3 separate regions of the Hordeum vulgare genome follow, and regions 1 and 2 are each linked to region 3. The links are chromatin contacts, called in public Hi-C maps. All regions are on one chromosome and are shown on one strand. Each heading gives the region's core, a stretch centred on a gene start, on an enhancer-like site or on the middle of the called end of the contact. The rest is flanking DNA. Distances are from core to core; before and after follow the strand shown. Region 1 holds the start of LOC123425301 (peroxisomal (S)-2-hydroxy-acid oxidase GLO4-like). Region 2 overlaps LOC123425305 (COP1-interacting protein 7). Region 3 holds the start of LOC123425303 (3-oxoacyl-[acyl-carrier-protein] synthase II, chloroplastic-like).

The links. Hi-C and Micro-C count contacts between places; a contact is called where the count stands out from the background.
Region 1: a Hi-C map of seedling shows a contact between it and region 3, with 5 times the contacts expected there. The contact joins the promoter of LOC123425301 here to the promoter of LOC123425303 in region 3. A contact is called at or near these places in 4 of 6 Hi-C or Micro-C datasets (leaf and seedling) and 1 of 1 datasets of contacts at active chromatin or transcription factors (embryo).
Region 2: a Hi-C map of seedling shows a contact between it and region 3, with 2.3 times the contacts expected there. The contact joins the enhancer-like site here to the promoter of LOC123425303 in region 3. A contact is called at or near these places in 2 of 6 Hi-C or Micro-C datasets (leaf and seedling).

The regions. Positions count from the first base shown.
Region 1 is chr2H:97,906,136-97,910,807 of MorexV3_pseudomolecules_assembly, reverse strand. LOC123425301 (peroxisomal (S)-2-hydroxy-acid oxidase GLO4-like) reads left to right here and starts at 3,244. Exons shown (of 11, transcript XM_045108984.1): 1 at 3,244-3,405.
Region 2 is chr2H:98,200,131-98,204,267 of MorexV3_pseudomolecules_assembly, reverse strand. It overlaps LOC123425305 (COP1-interacting protein 7), which reads left to right. Exons shown (of 10, transcript XM_045108988.1): 10 at 2-420. The coding sequence ends at 66. Among protein-coding and RNA genes, the nearest start is that of LOC123425305, 10 kb to the left of the region's middle. Within about 2 kb of position 1,712, at least 1 of the 3 cell types and tissues checked has open chromatin away from gene starts, as enhancers often do. A contact at or near this core is called in seedling, where this site is marked.
Region 3 is chr2H:98,057,196-98,061,332 of MorexV3_pseudomolecules_assembly, reverse strand. It overlaps LOC123425303 (3-oxoacyl-[acyl-carrier-protein] synthase II, chloroplastic-like), which reads right to left and starts at 1,500. Exons shown (of 13, transcript XM_045108986.1): 1 at 977-1,500. The coding sequence starts at 1,154.

The DNA.
Region 1 (4,672 bases), core at 1,995-4,494, 150 kb after region 3:
TCACACCTCTCTCTCTCTCCCGCTCAAACCCTAGCAACCATAACATCTGGTATCAGATTGCTCAGGCTCGATCATGTTCACCCCGTCGCCGCCGCTTCCTGTTGCCCTCACCCCGGAGGAGATCGCCGGAGCAATCCGCGATCTCACCACCGCCGTCCAAGGGATCTGCCTCTTCCTGGCCGGTCCCTACGAACCGCCGCCGGCCGCGCCATCAATCGCCGTCTATGGGCCGGCGCGGCTGCCGTGGCAGCCGCCGCACCAGGCGGCCTTCGTCACGATCGCCGGGCCGCGCCAGCCGACGCTGCTGCTGTCGTCGCCGCCACTCGACGCCAGGCTTATGCAGCCGCCGCTGTCGCTCCCCGTCTCCGGGCCGATCTATACGGCGGCCTGGGCGTTGCTGCACATCGAGTCGCCACCGGCGCCACCCCAACAGTATGGCGGGCCCTCCCGCTTCGCCGGTCCCGACGGTGCGCCCTTCCACGGGGGGTCCTCCATGGTCACAGCACCGGCGCCGACCCCCGCATAGCCGCCGCCGCCGCCCTCGGCTGCGACCATGGCACCGCTCATCACGTTCCAGCATGGGATGCCCTACGACGGGACTACGACGACCTCATTGCCAGCAGCGCCACCGCCGTCCCATGACAATCCCATCCAACAGTTAAAGTTCCAGCCGTCGCCGGCACCGCTTCCGGCTTGGATCGCTACCCACCATGTGTCTGCGGCGGTGAGGCTGCAGGCTGCTGCGCGCGGCCTCCTAGCGCGTCGGCATGTGCGGGAGATGCGTGATTTGTAGTTGTAGCTCCTCCAAGTTGCACTTCACGATGAAACGGACCTCGATCTCATCCGCTGCGTGGGGGATCTTGGGCATGCGGTTTCCCCCACGGGCGGCGGGCATGTTGTTTTTTCCACGGTAGACGACCGCCAAGTCTGCGACATCGATAGTGAGCCAGCGGGGAGAAGACATGGTGTCACCGACAGGAGCGCACCGCGTAGCACCACTGCATTCCGCCGCCGGCCGCCGCGAGGGCTCCCTTGGTCCCGATGGTGTCCTTGGGATCCAGGGGGCTGCAAACGCACAAGTTCGGCGTGCGGAGGATTCTCGCCTTATCGTTCAGAGTCAAAAATAAAGAGTCGGAGTCTCATTTGGGTTAGCTTATTTCAGGTCAATACAATAGGCCGAGATGTAAAAGGCTTGTTTTTTAGGCGTTAGGGTTGTGTGGGGTCGAATCATCGTTAGGTTGCAGCTCGAGGACGAGCTGCATGTCCAGGTGGGGTGTAGTGTTAGAGTACATGATGGGCCTCGGCCCGTTAGTCTTAGGGTTTGCTTAGGGGTCAAGTAAGCCTTACTTGGGAGTCAAGTAAACCTCTCTATATATGGAGAGGAGATGTATCAATCTAATCAGGCAAGAATTAAGAAGGAAAACCCTTTTCCCTCTTGCCCGGCCGTGGGAAAGGAACCCCACGGCCGGCTCTCTCGCGCCCTCACAGCTCTCTCTCTCCCGCTCAAACCCTAGCAACCATAACACGGTCACACTCACCCACCATCAGGGTAAAAGAGTAAAAGTTGTAGCCTTAAGGAGGGAGAAATCAAACAAAGCAAGACTAAATCAGATGGAAGCTAGTGAGTTGAAAGACGTACCAGCGGTATGTGAATTTCCGAATGTATTTCCTGACGAACTACCAGGCATGCCGCCAGACCGAGAAATAGAGTTTGTCATTGAACTTGCACCTGGTACCACCCCAATATACAAACAGTCGTACCGCATGGCACCTACTGAGTTAGCAGAACTCAAGAAGCAAATTAAAGAACTGTTGGACAAAGGATACATGAGACCAAGCTCTTCACCTTGGGGATCGTCAGTACTATTTGCCAAAAAGAGAGATGGGATGCTAAGACTTTGCATCGATTATCGAGCCCTCAACATGGCCACCATCAAGAACAAATATCCACTACGCAGGATAGATAATTTGTTTGATCAGTTAGCACAAGCAAAGGTATTTTCGAAGATCGATTTGCGATCAGGGTATCATCAGCTTAAGATACGTTCAGAAGACATTCCAAAGACATCATTTACGTCATGATATGGATTGTATGAGTTCACGATGATGCCTTTCGGACTAACAAACCCACCAGCTTACTTCATGCATTTAATGAATAAGGTATTCATGAAGTACATGGATAAGTTTGTCGTAGTCTTCATCGACGACATACTTGTCTACTCCAAGAAGCCCGAAGAACATGCCGGACACCTAAGGATTGTGTTGGAAGAACTGCGTAAACATCAATTGTATGCCAAGTTCAGCAAATGTGAGTTTTGGCTGAAGCAAGTTGGATTTTTGGGACATGTAATGACCCAAGAAGGCATAGCTATGGATCCTGAGAAGGTCAAGGCTGTAAGTGAATGGCCGCAACCAGCCAACGTGACAGACATCCGAAGTTTCCTCGAAATGGCGGGATGCTACCGGAGATTTACTGAAAAAATTCCACTATTGCCAAGCCCATGACCCAGCTACTCAAAAAGAAAAAGAAGTTTGAATGGAGTGAGGCATGTGAGAATAGTTTCCAAGAACTGAAGAAGAGACTAACCACGGCTCCCGTGATGATTGTGTGAGACTTAAACAAAAAAATAAAGTATACTCTTGTTGGAAATATGCCCTAGAGGCAATAATAAAATGGTTATTATCATATTTCCTTATTCATGATAATTGTCTATTGTTCATGCTATAATTGTATTAACGGAAAACAGTAATACATGTGTGAATAAGTAGATCACAATGTGTCCCTAGCAAGCCTCTAGTTGGCTAGCTCGTTAATCAATAGATGATCATGGTTTCCTGATCATGGACATTAGATGTTATTGATAACAGGATTACATCATTGGGAGAATGATGTGATGGACAAAACCCAATCCTAAGCATAGCACTAGATCGTATTGTTCGTATGCTAAAGCTTTTCTAATGTCAAGTGTTTTTTCCTTCGACCGTGAGATTGTGCAACTCCCGGATACTGTAGGAGTGCTTTGGGTGTATCAAACATCACAACGTAACTGGGTGACTATCACTACGGGTACCTGTGAAAGTCTCTGTGTGACGAAGAGGTAACTCTGGGTCCACTCGATAGAACATCATCATGAGCTTAATGTGAACCCAAAGGCCTGTAGGGCCGGCCAGCATGTAATTTTCGTTTTCACCAGTGTAGGCCTGTAGGGCCGGCCAGCATCATCCTCTCCTTGTCCTTACCTCGCTTGAGACATCAGCAGACTCACTCACTCGATCATCCACTAACCCACTATCCTTCCGTTCCCAGCCAGCAGCCAGCAGCCGGCAATCAATCAGTCTCTCCCCCTTGGTGATTTCATCTTCCCGACATCTCTGATAGCAGCCCATCCTCGTCGATCTCTGTAGGTATGGTGCTTGCCTTCTGCTCCACGCACGATCCCCTCCTTCAATTCGCTGTCTCGTACGGCCGTTCCGCTCTCGATTTGCTGTCGATCTCCGGCTGACCGGCTGCTCTACGTGGCCCTGTGGGCCTGGCAGACGAGACCGCCGTGTTACTGTGGATCTTGAATCGTCCCCGACTGCCCACTGTGCGGTGCAGTTATTTGATTGATTCAAGTTGCTTCGGAGATTCAGGGGCGATTGTATGCCCGCTGTTTTCTTCTCGATTTGTGCCCCGTCTCGGCAGACTCGGGGTCTTATCTTTAAGCTCAGTAGGACACCTTATGTAGCAGCACGTTAAGTGTTCGACCTTGGGCCTCACAAGGTTCCTCACTGGTTACTCCGGGCGATCAGAGCAGACTCTTTGAGGTTCATGATTCATGAACAAACGCTTTGTAGTCCCGAAGACGCGCATCCTCCTTAATCATGTCGATTAGCCCAGCCTTCATTTGAATGTAGCTGTGTGTTTTGTGCGTCAGGGTAGTTGGTAGTGAACTTTTGAATGTGTTTTGTGGTTTCAAGTGTTGAATGTTTGTACACATTGGTGCTCGGTCTATCCATTTCAGGAGACGTGGTAGATCATTAAAGTAGTGATCTATACGCTCTTGTATTTCTTTACAGAGGGAGTAGCTTTTATCGATAGGCCGGGTCACATCAGGTGTGCAGTCACACTGTCAAAGGACTTTGTACTCGAATAGTTTGATCTGGAGCCATTTCAATTTGCCTTGTACTCTTTGATTCCCCACAGTTGTCAGTGACCAGCAGTAGAAACTCACTGTTTTGCCCAACAAAAATCATCACCTCTTTGTATCGGTTCGGCCGGTTCGCCTTTATACATAAGACTGCACAAAAGCCTATTTCGAGGAGACCCAACAAAATGAGTCATGACACGCATTCTCGCAGTAAAAACTTCTCTATTTGACTCCTAACTTCAAAACAGTGAAACTAGATTATATAAATTGTTGACAGGTTGTGGTGCTCAATTATTGGCAAGGTTTTACACCTGAATGAATATTAAATCAAATTTTGTGCCGCGAGTTTCTTCAGAACTGTACTCTTGTTGCATTGCTTCTGTATATGTACCTTTCTATAAAATCTGCAGAATTAGAATTTTAACCATCTTGGCTTGAGTCTGTTGTGATTGGATTATCTTCTTTAGAGAAGCTATATGTTTAGATTGTCAGTAAATCAAGTTTAGCACTGCAAATGTTCGTATGACGGCACTTTACTCCAT
Region 2 (4,137 bases), core at 463-2,962, 140 kb before region 3:
GCACCACGTTCGTTCTTCTCCCTGTCGACATTCCGGAGCAAAGGAGGCGATGCTAGGCTGAGGTGACCCTCAAGCACCAGAGCTGGATTGTATAAAATTTCTTCTGGAACTAGGTAAAGATATCAAATTTTCATGGATGGTACGCGGCACTGCTAGCTTTTCATATATAAATACATATCCTGTATCTATGATAATTCTTATAAGCTGCCAGTTAAGCGTTTCCACTGTTGTTGTTTGCTAATTCTTTTTCTTTATCTTTTTTTTCATCTCTTGTGTAGAGTTGGACTTCTAGATTTTTTGCAATTTTTCCACTTTGCCCAGAGACACTGTATTATTTTTATTATTTTTGTGATATGCTTGTATCTCCCACTCCATTTGTTTCGCCGTTCACACATATATATCACAAATCCATTTCAAGGCTGTGTATTGTTCAGTAGATCATGCAATTTTCTTTCATATACATATTGCTGGAGCATTTCTTGTACAGGTGACATGTGATGCATAATTGGCTTTACTTCTTTGCCCTTTGAACGTACACTTTTACCCCGTAGGTGTAAAGTTTTCTTATTTTCTGAAGCGTATCTTGTGTATTAGTTGATTTGGACTGTTTTTGGGGCCAAATCCGTGTCGGAATTCTTCGATTTGAAACATGCAAACGAGTTGCATTCTCTGCCGACATGCGAACTTCCCATGGATATATTCCTTTTCCGGAATTATGAGCAGGCAGAATGACTTTCTGAATCAGAAAGGTTACGAAAGGCTACCAACATTATTAGGGTGAATTGCTCTGCTCTTCTTCCATGGTTCTCGACCAAGAACTTGCAAACAGAATTGACATAATCAAAGTCCTTGTGTCCAGTCCGTGCTCTTCCAAAATGACCACATCTCCATCAAAATTGTGATGGGATTCTCGGTTCAGAATTATAAGGCATGTATTGACCGCCCCAGGTTCAGTCTCCGATCGTCAAATTTCTTGTGCAATATTTTGTTAATAGTTACATATCACAACCATAAAGGAAATGCTTCTAAATATAAAATTCAATAATCCTCCCTTTGTAAACAAGTATAAGATGTTTTATAGAGGGAGTACAATTTTTGTGTCACAGAAAACCACATGTCGCAATATTAAATTGGACAAAGCTTAAAGATGGATAAGCAAAACACACCTTGTACTCTCTTCATTCCTAAATACAAGTCTTTTTAAAGATTTAACTAAAAAACTACATACGCAGCAAAATAAATGAATATACATTTTAAAATACTATATATATATATATATATATAAATATAGCTTTCTAGTGAAACCTTTAAAAAACTTATATTTAAAAACGGAGGAAGTATATCGTATATCTGAACGGAGAGTGTATGGACAATCAGTTTACGGAACAAATAAGAAGGGTATGAAGAGTGATACGTAGAACCTGTAGATTTTCCCCTCAAAAAAAAAAGAACGTATAGATTTTTTTTGACGGGTTGGAGAACATGTAGATAAGAAGCGTAATGTTATGTTTTTCGTTGACAGATCCATGTAATTTGCCTGGGCAAGTAAATGCAATCAAATTCTTGGATAGGATCCATGTGCATGCGTTACAAGTTTACACCACCCTAGTATTTTTCTAGTACCTAAATAATTGTAATTAAAAAAAATTAGTCTAGTTTTTTTCAACTAGTAGTGAGTGTAGGCCTCCTCTCCCATGCTCCACGTACTAGCAACTAGTGTAAGCCCCGACCTAGCGCATGTAGAGGCATGACTCGGACTCTGTAGATAGATCATGTCATCATGGCATGGCATCCTGCCGCCGTCCATGCACACCAATCGTATTATCTTCTGTAACTGCATTCAGCCCACTTTTGACTTCTGCATTCGAGTAGAGAAAACATTGAGGGAATATTTGTCAAGACTTGGGTTGGACTGCTCAAATTTGAGAGGCGGCCGCTTCTACAGAAAGGAGTTAAAGGAAATGAGAGTTCAGCTACATACGACTTTACTTCTCAGAAGGGCACTACGTGACAGTGCTATGTGGTATCATCCAGCGAATCTATACACACTATATGCCCATGTATAGCCATCCTAAACTATATGTCCATGTATGTAGTTTGTAGTAGAATCTTCGAAAAGAATTATATTTACAAACAAAGGTAGTAGAAGTAAGGGCATGTATTATTGTATAACGGTATTCATAGACAATTTTTTTAGCCAATTTATTCATAGACAGTAATATAGACAACCCATATAATGATTTATCTGTAAATAGTATATTTTTGGCCAAACTAATTGCGAGGAGAAATTACAGATGTACAACAACAAATTATTGTTTGAAAAAAATCCTATTTATGTCGGTAGATCTACAGACAAACTCTTTCTTTCTTCTCTTTCTCTTCCCTCTACTTCACTAAAGTTTCTATGTGGCAACTCGTACACACAGCTAACTAGACATCATTGTATCTGCCCTAAAAAGACGACACTTGTTGAAGAAAACTCTCCTCTCTTTCCTAAACGTGTGATACAAAGGGCCTGTTTGGGACTGCTTCACTCCATCAAAATCAGCTCCGCTTCATCAAATCCACTTTGGAGCAGTTTCATATAGGAGTTGCAACCATTTTAAGAGAATGTTTGGCTCTCATTTAGCTCCAGCTTCACGGATGGAAAATTTGATGAAAAGGATCTATTTGATTGGATGAGAGGTAAGAAACGAAGGGGTATCCACTTACTGGTGGCAGTGGTGGGTAATTTTCTTTCAACTCCAGCTTCTATAATTCTATGGAGCACCTCCTAGGGAGCTTCATAAAAAACAAGGAGTTGGACCCCAGATTTTAGTTTTTTTGCGGAGCGGTATATCGTGGAGCTACCCCGTTTGGCTTACGTTTTCTAGAGCGGAGCTGAATTTTCTGAAGCAGAGCAGTCTCGAACAGGCTCAAAGTAGTTTCCTTTTCCTACGTTTGAGCACATGTCGCCCCCTTCCCTCTGCATGTTCCCTGGCAACGATGGCAAGGTGAGAAGCCATCGTTGGTGCACATGTTCCCTATTCCCTCTGTTCAGTGTGTTAAGTTGTCGGGTAAACACTGCTCAGGCGATACCAATATCGCCATTGCCCCGATGGCGTCTTACGACGGTGTCAAGGAGCCACGGTTATGTGTGTAGGTAGTGTTGGGCTACGCGAGGTGCATCGGGTGCAATACAATTTTTTTCCTAGGCACAGTACAACCAGGAACATGCTATGGAGATGGATCATGGATCATTACCACTCGACGTGCGAAGAAGAATCGCGACAGCGCATCACCGGAGTCGTTTCCTCCTCGCGGTATCCCATGTTGCCGATTGGATCCCTCGTACAGGTTCGCCGAAGCAGGACAAGTGCGCTGTCTCTAATGATACCCGATCGTGCAGTAGGAACACCATGTGACGGACTACTAGGTTCGATCGCACAACCGACGACAAGTGAAGGTGGCTAATTGCAACACATGCAAAGTCTTAGTGACATCGTCAAAGCAATCCATTGAATATGTGTGTTGCATATCCACTTTAGGCGTGCACCACGGGTTTAACACTTGGGCACCACATGGACTCTAAAGCCCAAAGTCTGTTCGGCCTGGATCCAAGTCACTCACATCATATCTGACTCATGAAGTCGGGTCTCGCCTCACATGTTCCTTACCCTTAAGTGCATTACCCTTAGGTTCTCGTCCACTTGCTCATGAGTCGGATCACTTTGGCTTGGCCAGTTGGTAGCGGACTCTAGCAAAGCATGCTGACTCCAAGTGTTTGATGAAGCTGGTTAGGCAAACTTGTATGTGTCACAGTTCTGTTTCTTTTGCCTCACGATATATATTGTCGGGCACAAAGCAAATTGGTCATCTGCAAGCCCGACCTCTTTCTTGTTCCGGTGATGCCGACATTAAACCGGATTATTTCATAATCCTTGTCGCCTGACCATGCTTATCTAGGTCAAATCACATGAGGGCCCCAAAGTATATCTCTTCTGATCGGAGGGCCAAATCTCATCTTGCTCGACCATGTCACACAACATGGGTCTAGACAAGCCCGAAACCTATGTTTATAACTACCCATAACTACCCAGTTATGGAGCAACAGTTGGTCAGCCTAAAGTAGGTCCGTCACCATCCCAAGTCCATGCG
Region 3 (4,137 bases), core at 251-2,750:
ATAGTTTTCAGGTTTTCTTAAGTCTTTCACGCACTTTCTCAACTTCAAACTAGTGAAAGCTCTAAACTCTGTGGTCTAAGAGTCAAAGCCATGTGTCCTGTGCTAATAAGGAATGCAAACAAGCAGAACTAGCCAAAGCTAAACACAGCATTATCGATGCAGCCAATTCACAACAAATGCACGAATCCCACTCATATGCACATAAGCTGACAGCAAGACCAAAATCACACATGAACCGCTGGTATACAGCTTAGTTAATGCGAAAAGGAAAGAAATATTGTAGGACTACAGTTTGTTTGCTGATTGGTTGATAATCAAAATTATGTGTCTTACTCCCTCCGTTCCTAAATATAGGACCTTTTAGAGATTTCATTATGGACTACATACAAATCAAAACTAATGAATCTACACTTCAAAATATGTATATATACATCCCTATGTAGACAATAATGCAATCTCTAAAAGGTCTTATATTTATGAACGGAGGGATGAGTTATGACAACAGTTTTTAGGGTTTTGGAATGTCAACACTTTCAGCTAATAACCTCATTTCTTAGACTAATGCAATGCAATCTCATTCTGTTTACAGGCTCTCTAGTCAGGAATCCAAATCCTGCCGCTTGTGCTACTAACCAATGCAAACAAGCAGAGCCAGACAAGCTAAACGAAAACAATGTCGATGCAGCCGATTCACCACAAACATGTGAATCTCGACAGCGATACCAAAAAACCCCGCATGAACCAATGCACCAAGATCCTTGGCACAAAACATCGAATATCCTCCATCACCACACGCCTGACGAGCGTACGCGCAGAATGAGACACCACAAACGGGATTAAACCCGCACCCTGACCCCGGGCGATACAACCGATGCTCCGAAATTGCACCCGGATTCGCGCGTACGTTCGTGGCACGGCCCAGCGAGGGCAACAAGGGACAAATGCGGGAGACAGGGTGCGTGCGTGCGTGTCTCACCAGAGCGCGCGGGCCCACGGCGCCGCGCCCCGAGGGGGCGGCGGTCGAGGCCGAACATCGCGCCGGAGCCGGCGTCGAGGCACTGCGTCCGGCGATGCTGGTGCTCGTCCGCCCCGCAGTCCGCGTGCGCGCCCGCGGCGACGAGCCACGCGCAGAGCGGTGGCGCCGCTGCCGCCATTGTCCCCGCGCCCCCCGAACGGCGATACCCCTCGCGGATCCCGCGGGCGGCGAAGGGCGCACGGGGCACTGGGATTCCGTGCGGAGAAGGGCGCCGGGAGGCGTCGAGGAACGTCGGGGAGGCACGAGATGCGGGCGCGAGGGCGCGCGATTGGAGGGGGCGGGCGGGCGGGCGGCGCGTGGCGGAGGGAGCGGGGAGCGGCGCGGTGATCTCACGAGGAGAGGGGGCGGGCTGCGCGGCGTATCGCGGTGGCCGGAGCCGACATTGGCTGGCGGATAGTCGTGGCGAGGGAGCGAGGTGAGGCGTGGAGTGGAGGCTGGCTGTGGTGTGGTGTGGTGTGGTGTTCCGGAGGAGGAAGAGGAGGGGGTTGGGCGAGTTTAATATAGGAGGAGGAGAAAATCTGGTGATTTTCCTGTTTTCTTCCCCCTTTTTCTTCAAGCTTTTTTTTTTTGGAAAGGGTCTTCTGGTTTTATATTATAAAATACTCCAGTGCAGTAAAAAACATCTATATTATAGTAGTAGGATTGAGGGAGTAGAAAATAATTAATACTATTAATTTGTATTGTCTTCTGAATCCTTAAATATAAATGGTCAGCGCTACGCGTCAGTCTAAGATCTTTTGCAAATATTGGCCGAGTCATTGGTGGTGGGGTCTATCCCTTGGTAACCGTTGGATTAAGCAGTTGTCATCGATCCCTTGCAAAAAGACTATGTCACCCTTCCTTCCTCTTCGAATAGAATGGTCTACGTTGCGAGATGTCATCCTACAATATCACATGTGTTGCGAGCACGATATCACTAACGTTGCAAAGTTGTTGCTGCACAACATCTTTATTGTCATTGGAATTGCAGTCACCGCTACACAACACAATCATGTGTTGCAGATGCAATGTTGGGGACGTTGTGGTCACAACATTGGGACGTTGTTGAAACTCCGTCTTGGTTACAACACCAACAATGGTGTACTCGCAACACCGATGACACTGCAGAAACACCATCCATGTTGTTGAAACCCAAATCATGGTGGGCGCACCGCATGTCATCGTCGATGTAGAGTCACCCCCTTCACCGTCACATCCGCGTGGAACTTGGACCGTCAAGCGTGGCAAGTTGAAGCAGCAACGCCCCCTCCCCCTGATCGGGATTTGGACCCCCCATAAATGGGGAGCGGGAACAGGCAACACCTTCCCACAACCGCCTATATCACCATCGCCACCAATGACAAAAAATAATTGCCCCACCTGTAGTCGTGGTGGTTGTCGCAAGCAGGGCAACAATCATCGCCTCCTCGCATCAGCGTGTTCTCGAGCTCCCGCCGCGGATAAGAGAGAGAGAGTAGAGGAGAAGGGCAGACGGGTCTCTCTGCTCATCGGAGGGTGACATTTGACCGGAAAGAATGCACGCAAAGGGGTCATTGAAGAGGAACAAACCCTAGAAGAAAGAGTCGTCCAAGAGATATTAAAAAAGTAAAAAAAAAATGGCCCACGGAGCACTGATGGCAGATTGAGACGGTTGATGGGCAAGAGAAAACCGGAGCATGGTGCGTTTCTTCTCTCTTTCTCAGGCTGTTGGATTTCGTTTTCTTCTTTATTCATTTTTCCCCATGCGAGACAGAGCCATGAAAAAAAAAAACACAACACGTACAGATTGTAACGCACGGCACGTGCATGCACACGCAGGCGTACGGTTTCCACGCAGCCGAACGTCGACCGGATGCGTCACCGTTCTCGCTTGGCGTCTCGGCGACGCAAACGCGAACGCGGACAAAGTAAGAAAGGGAACGCAACGCACCGTGGCATCTGCGCCCGAGATAGTAACCCAGTGGGCATCAGCTCGTGTTAATGCAAGTAAATTGGACTACATCACTACCCTGTCAAAAAAAATTGGATTATATCACTCGGGGAAGCTGGCGATGACTGTGGGACCTGACGCGGGAGTGAGCGGCCGAGGGCAGGAAAATGATATTTGGGAGTGTCAGTGACTTTGGGATTTGTTTCTAATGAACTGCCATTATTTTATGTATTTATTTATTCTGCCTGGTTGGTGAGATTGCGAGGGTGTGTGGGTGTGTGATGATGCAGTGGGAGGGCAGGTTTTGCTTATGTTTCTTCAGGTCAAGCCTGAGACATTAGACACACGCAGCTGAAGATGTTGTCTGCGTCTGCTGTGGGGACTGTGGTTTATTCATTTGAATGGGTGGGGGCTGTGATTTGGACTCTGCTGCCATGGATTTTCTGGGTTTTTTCTATGGGCTGCCATGGATTTTTTGGTGAGATGATGGAGGGGATGGCGATAGCCGGACAGATTTTTCTCTCGTGTATATGGACGGGCCTCACCATGGGCCGACGAGCCATGTGCCGGCGGGCTCATGGGTCTGGCCCGTTTGTCGAAGCCACCGTCCCCCCACGGCCACTGACGACTGCAGAACAAATCGTTGCTCAAAAAGAAAGAAAAAAGACTGCATAGCAAATGAAGCAGCAGCAGCCCTGAACACTGGACACCACCATATACAGAGACCATAAATCAAATGAAATAAACGGCTGACAGGTTGTGGTACGCTGTGCGGCTGACACCCTGCCTGCGAGAAATTCATGCCGTAGGACTATGGCCTATGGGAATGTTTACCATTCAGAGCGCATCAATAATCACGGGTGCCTTTCCGACTTTGTTTTCTTCCTTCGAAGCCCTTTCCGGCTTTATCTGGTAGCAGCAGAAATGACCCCTTGAGATCTCGATTTTATGATCGTCGTCTGAAGGCCAATATCAACACTGATGTTGAGTTGGTACCGCGGTACTGCTATAGTACACGAATACATCATCAATGACAGATTGACAATTTCCTCGAGCACCGACTGATGGTGAGTACTACTCCCTCCGTGTCTTTTAAAAAATTCCACTACGGGTTGCAAAAGTTCAACTACGGACTGCAGTGGCGAAGACAGGGGGCCCTGGCCCCGCTAACAAGTAATTTAAGACTAATATA